Linked DNA regions of Mus musculus: region 2 is linked to region 1. The links are chromatin contacts, called in public Hi-C maps. All regions are on one chromosome and are shown on one strand. The core of a region is the stretch at or near the end of the contact, and the rest is flanking DNA. Distances in the headings are between cores, read along the strand shown.

What was found. Hi-C and Micro-C count contacts between places; a contact is called where the count stands out from the background.
Region 2: a Hi-C map of neural progenitor cells shows a contact between it and region 1, with 3 times the contacts expected there. The contact joins the promoter of Nlgn1 here to the enhancer-like site in region 1. A contact is called at or near these places in 3 of 484 Hi-C or Micro-C datasets (cerebral cortex and neural progenitor cells), 1 of 115 datasets of contacts at active chromatin or transcription factors (astrocytes) and 1 of 9 other capture datasets (embryonic stem cells).

What each region holds. Positions count from the first base shown.
Region 1 is chr3:25,901,689-25,905,012 of GRCm38.p6, reverse strand. All of the region lies in intron 3 of Nlgn1 (neuroligin 1), which reads left to right. Among named protein-coding and RNA genes, the nearest start is that of Nlgn1, 250 kb to the left of the region's middle. Within about 2 kb of position 1,647, at least 51 of the 459 cell types and tissues checked have an H3K27ac peak or open chromatin away from gene starts, as enhancers often do. A contact at or near this core is called in astrocytes, cerebral cortex and neural progenitor cells, where this site is marked.
Region 2 is chr3:26,152,400-26,155,723 of GRCm38.p6, reverse strand. It overlaps Nlgn1 (neuroligin 1), which reads left to right and starts at 1,738. Exons shown (of 6, transcript NM_001357096.1): 1 at 1,738-2,459.

The sequences.
Region 1 (3,324 bases), core at 398-2,897:
GGTATTGCACGACATTTCCATGAGGGTAAACTTGACATTTCTTGCTTTAGGGGCTGCGAGGGATTAAAATAACAAAAATATCAGCAGATGATATTCACTAGGTAGCAAATTCATTCAGTTATTTTTGAGTTATCCATAGGGTCTAGAGAAATGGCAAGTGCCTTGAGGATGAATGTCTAGACCGGACTCTGAAGAAGGCCCTGATAGGGGGCACTAGGGATGCATCTCTGGCTTGCAAAAACTGAATCCTCTCATTCTCTTTGTGTTGATGTGTATTGAATCTCTACAACTCAACATGGCTGACATCTGTGGAATTTTCATGTTTTGTCATTTTAGGCTTACTTCTAGCTTATGATAATAACTACAGCAACAGTGATTATAATCATAGTCACATTGATTTGTGCTGAACCCTGTGTCCTCTGGGGATTATAATCTCTCTCTTGTATACAGCAACAGAGTTTTGTTTTGTTTTTGTTTTTTGTTTTTGTTATTAAACTTGTCAACATTTCGATGATGAGATTAAATAAAATGACACTGTGTAGAATCATTATAATTACAGTTTTGAAGGCATCAGGACTTGGTATTATCAATTTTATTCAGGATCCTGGTAAAATGAAAGATTGATGACTTCTAAGTCGTATCTTGCAACTTTTTCATCAGAATGGCTCTGATTTTTCTTAAAACAATGTATTATGTTTTATTAATTCTCAAAAATTGGTTAAATACTGACTGGAAGTAAAGTATGTAGTTTATGAGTTTCATGAGTTATTAAGACTGATGGCTTTTATTAAAGCAGTCAGTCCCAGGTTGTACAATGAACTATCCAGCAAGATCTTAGACTCAGCAGCAGGGCAGAAGTCACTCACCTAGCTCATCCATCCATTCGCTCACTCAGGAACTCCACACACCTCTAAGTGCTCTACATAAGTTTTAAAAATTGGTGAACAACATGGAAAATCAGTCCATCCTTTATCTGGTTCCTGCTAAGAAAGGAACAGGGACAGTCATTTTTATAGAGTGTATTTCTTAAAAAAACAAAACAAAACAAAACAATGGAATGCTACAAAATATACTTACTTCTGAAACCAATTGTGAAGTTGAAATGGAGATAAACAGATTCAGTATGGGCAAGTTACTCTAGCAGTAAGAGTTGCTGGGGGTTTTCTTATGTCTTGAAAAGGGTAAAGATTTAGAGACAGTGGCAAATATTCCCGAGTATTTTTAAATAATGCTAAAGCGTTGGAAGCATTTTCCCCCCAAAAGTAGGTAAAGTACAAAGTACATTCAAAAGGCTGCCAGCAACAGCAGCAGAATGTACCCAAGGCTGATTGAGCAGCGTTACCTTCTGAAATATGAAATGCAGAGGGATGGAGTCTCAGTGGAGTGATTAGCTGTGGGCTGAATGTTGAACCTACAGCACAGGATAGGAATCGTCAGATTTCATAAAGATGATGGCGAATTCGCTTCCTTGTCTGTCCTATGCAATGCAGTATAATAAATGAAACTACTATTGCTTAATAAAAAGATATTAGTCTTTATCCAAGACTGCTCCTGCCCTTGTTCCAAGCACACAGATCTTGGCTCCTCAATGCTGCCTTTGTTAGGCTTTTAAATTGTGTTTCTGCCCTCTGCATCGCTGCCTACTCTGACCAGAGTGCCTGGCAGCCTTCCCGCTCCCTTCCACAGCATCTCATTTACAGGCACATGCTGTTCTTCATTTCTGCCCAAGTCTTCCCCTGCACTACCTACCCCACAAACATTCGGGCACGGCTCACTTGTCATTGTTTTTTTACTCAGAATCATCCCAGTTCATTTTTTAAAAAGACAGAGCCCTGCTAGTGTGCTTCCTAGACTCGTGTTGTCCAGCTGACCCTAGATCCTCCGATTCCAAACTCACATGCATTTCTATTGCATATCACAGCCAGGCAGAGTACCTGAAAAGTAAAACAGGGTTATGTTTTTGTTTGTTTGTTTGTTTGTTTTAATGTTTCTTCTAGTTTTTAACCTCTCAATGGTTAACACAGTTTCTGGCATCCATTCCATGGCTTTCTTTTGTTTTGTTTTCCCTACTTTCTTTCCTTTTTTTTAATTTTATTTTTTAATTTTTAATTTTTTTCAATGTATCCTGACTGAGGCTTCCCCTTCCTCCATTCCTTTCAACCCTCTACCCTACCTATTCTCTCTTTTCCCCAGATCCATTCCTCCCCCATTTTCCTTCAGAAAAAAACAAGCCTCCAAGTGATAAACAGGAAATACTGCATAACAAAATACAATTAGTAAGACCAAGGACAAATGCTCATATCAAAGCTGGACATGGCAACTCAGCAAGAGGAAAAGGGTCTCAAGAGCAGAAAAAGGAGTCAGAGACCCTCCACTGCCATTGTTAGGAGCCCTACAAAAACACTAAGCCAACAAAGATAAGATCCCAGCACTCAGGAGGCAGAAGCAGGCAGATTTCTGAGTTCGAGGCCAGCCTGGTCTACAAAGTCAGTTCCAGGACAATCCAGGGCTATAGAGAGAAACCCTGTCTCAAAACAAAACAAAACAAAACAAAACAAAACAAAACAAAACAAAATAAAACAAAAGATATGCAGAAGAACTCCCACAGACCAAGAAGGACCTGTGATTGCCACTTCAGTTGCCTTGCCCTGGTTTACTTGACCTCTCATAGGTATGTCTCTTCCTCCCCATTTTCCACAGGGTTCCCTGTACTCTAAGCAGAGGGCTCTGCTTTCCATAAAATGTCAAGCCTATTAAAAATATAGGGATTCTTATTAGCAGAGGTTGCCTTGTATGTCAGTCATCTTTCTGTTACTATGACAAAACACCTGGACAAATCAACTGAAAAAGTAAAAAGGCTTACATTGACATATCATCTTGCCACTTTCAGTGATGCTTCTTGGTTTCTTGAACCCACCAATGACAAACCAACATCATTTATGAGCATACACAAAATAGAATAGAAGCAAAGAAGCTTGTGTCATAGAACCTGAGTATCAAAGAGAGAAGGAGCAGGTGGATTATGGATATCACCTTCAATGCCACATCCCTCACCATAACCATAGAAGCAACTATTTACAACAGAAAAGGAAGTTTTAAAATCTCTTTCAATAATGCTAGCATTTTAAAGTTTTTTTTCTGTGTATGAAAACAAGGTTTAAGGAAGATGTGGTTAATTTTTAAAATTTATGAATATTTCCATATGTATTGTTTGTGTGTATGAGGGGGGAGAGGTGTGAATGTCTCTGTTCCTGTCAGGTCAGGTGAGAGGACAAGATGTATGAGGTGAATCTGTTCTCTCCTTTCACCATGTGGGTCCTTAGA
Region 2 (3,324 bases), core at 489-2,988, 250 kb before region 1:
TCAAATAGGAACTCCATGAATTTTGCTCCTCTGGTTTTAATTTTTACTCTTTTAAGCAGTTTTTTTTTTATCATTTGCTTTTGCATACATATTTCAGACCCAACTTTTCAAGTTCTGTGAATAAAGTGTAGTGATATTTAATAATAATTTTATTTGTATTATAGATTAATTTATGATATTGAATCTTCCATCTAGGAACATATGCATTTGTTGATTTATTTTGAATTTTAATAGATAAATTAACCATAGGCAAAGTTACTGCTCAAAGTCACATAGCCAATTAACAGCAAAACTAGTGGTAGAAGAAATGTCTCCTGACTCTTTAACAGTTCACACACTTAAAGGCTTAATTATTTAGTCAGTTAAGAAAAATTTTCTAGTTTTTGCAGCTACAGAACCCATCAGCATGAAAGAGAATCCAACTTCTGTATTTTACCAGGCCCTTGATAATCAAAGTGTTCTCAGAGGGCTTGTTAAAATTGGAGAATCTCAGTCCTAAAGACCTAGAATCTTCATTTTAAAAAGATTGCTGGCTTATTGATAGACACTGTTTGTGAGACTATGCGGAATACTGCTTTGCCAAAGAGGCCTGAAATTCACAGCATTGATTCCTTTCTTTGGAATCTCTCAGAACTCCTGGTGCTGATGCAGAGGCCGCTGAACTCTAAAGGTTTCAAGAAAGCATCCAGGAAACCTGGGTCATGATGGTCAGGTGTTGCCCTTTCTCTGCACTCAGACGTTGTGCCTGCTTTTCTGAGCAGACATAAAAAAATCCAAGATAATGGGTTGGAGAAATGGCTTCACAATGAGGGTGCTTACTGCTTTTATAGATAACCCAAATTTTAGTATGCTTGCTGGATGGCTTTCAAAGGCCTATCTCTCTTGCTCTAGGGCATGACTTCTGCCCTCCTTAGGCATCTGCACACACAGGGAGCATGTGCATAGGTGCATGAACATCTATGAGTAAAATGATAAACATACACATATATTCCAAATAAATCTCATTCCAAAATGAGAGCTGGCAAGATAGCTCAGTGGGTAAAAATGCTTGACATCAAACTGAAGGTGTGATTTAGGTCCCCAGGGTCCATTAAATAGAGGGAGCTGAAGAGACTCCTGAAAGTTATACTCTGACTTCCATACATAGGTCCTGGCATATGTGCTTGCACATGCAACTTTCTGCATGCATATACACACAGATAAAAAGTAGATTTAATTGAAGATATTTTAAAATTCCAAATGATAAAATATTATCTAGATAATCCTTTATTATATTTATTCAAAGGAAACAAAAGGTTAAATGGTTTTCTGAAACAATACATTTCAAAAGAACAGAATTGTGTGTGTGTGTGTGTGTGTGTGTGTGTGTGTGAGCGCATGTGCATGCTAACTGCTAACTATGGGTGTTTAGGAAACAAATATATTTCCTTGAAATCATAGTGCTTCCCTAAGTTGACATATTAGCTACTAAATGTTATTGGGGAAAAACTTTAAATGTCGAAAAGACCTTCAGTTTTCCAGTAAAAGGCAAAACCCATCCTACCTGTTTAGTAGACAGCTTCATTTTACTCGTAGTGATTGGAGTTCAGCACCCTGGTTACTATAACAGCAAGTTATTCCTAGATGCCAGGGGACCAAGAAGGGGGTGGAAAAGGTGAAGAGGGGATGGAGGAAAAAAGTGAATTCCCTGCAATATCGCCGCGAGCCACTAGGGGTACCTTTGTATCATTTTTCATTCTGCACCGATTTGGAGTAGAAACCTGTATTAGGGGAAAACCAGGGTCCTCGGCATTTTTTTCTTTTCTTTCTTTCTTTTTTTTCTTTTGCGAGCAGTGCACCCAGAATCCAAAAAGATTTTTAAAAAATTAAAAAAGGCAGGAAGGAAAGAAGAAAAGGAAAGGAAAGAAAGAAACCACAGCCCTTCGGTAACCCGGATAGGGCTACGGAATCGTTCTACTGGACGCGAGCACTGGGGATTCATCTTTGAGGTCAATTTCCAATCGAGATAAATCTATTGGATTAGTAGGATTATCTGATCGCAGCTCAAAGAAGTAACGTTGTTTGATCGTTTGTATTTCTTGCCTGATGGTAGGAATTACACGGATGCGGCTTTGGTTCTCCAGGATTCTGGATCCTGGCAGCATCTGGAGAGAAAAAAAGCATCAATCCACACGTTTAGGAAGTGTCCGTGGGTGAATAACGAGGGAGGGGGAGGTGGATCTGGGGTTGCGGCTGCTTAAAGAAAAAAAAAATAAATAAATAAAGGAAGCATCTTGAATTCTGAAACAAGAATTACCCAGTTCCAGAGGTTGAAAAGAAAGCATCTGCAAACTGGTAAATACTTTGACCGTTTCGGCTTGAATTTGACGGGAAGTGTTGGTAAAACTGTCTCCTTGAATAATGGAAAGAGGACTGGGGGAAGATGAGGGGGCTCCCTCGGTGGACGTGTCTTCCTGAGGGTAAGTTTGTGCCTCTTTCCTCGGGAGAGGGCTGCGGGTTTGGGTATCACTGTGCGGAAGGGGTTGCAGACGCGGCGCCGGAGAAATGGGGCGAGCAGGCTGGAAGCCCACCTCGCGCATCTCCCAGGCATCGCGACCTCTCCGCTCGCACCGAGCTTCAAAACCTGGGTTTTGTGGCGTCAGTGGGGAAGCCAAGCAGCCTTCTGCCTCTCAACTTTGCCTTGGGGGGAAAAAAAAATCTCTCAGTAAGGAGATCCCTCTTGGACCAGGAGATTTTTCTCTTAGAGATACTTTAAGGAGAGGAGGCAGCCAGTGCTTTAGAAAATCCTGCTTGGGGGGTTGGGGGAGAGCTCCGGTCTTCATTATGCTGCCTCGGCCCAGTTTCCCAGGCTGTCTAAGCTTCTTGGGGGAATGCTGGGGATGCAGTCAGCAAGAGGATGGCCTTTTTCATAAGCTCCGATGTTCCCACCCTCTGTTTCTTTCTGCCTTTCCCCACCACCTCCTTCTTTCGGTCGGGCACTAAAGGGTTACAGTCGCTGCATCTGGTCCTGGAGAAAGAAGTAGGATTCTGCCACTCAGGTTATCTTGTGACTGCCTTTTAGGACTTTGCATAATACAGTCAGTCTTAACTTTCTTGAGTTAGATGAGCTTCTTTGCAGTATTTCCGCCCAGGGCCCAGGCTGAGTGCACCGGGCATCGGGCATCGAGCCACCTTTAGGATTTTAGCTTGCTTCCCTCTGCTCCTGACTCCTAGTTTCTCTTTCCCAGGGAGCTGTGAGTGCTTGCGTTTCTAGCGATTTTCTTGCAACTGAATTTAGGTTAAAATATTTTTTTTTCTTTCAGTTAAAGAAATTTTGTAGCTCTG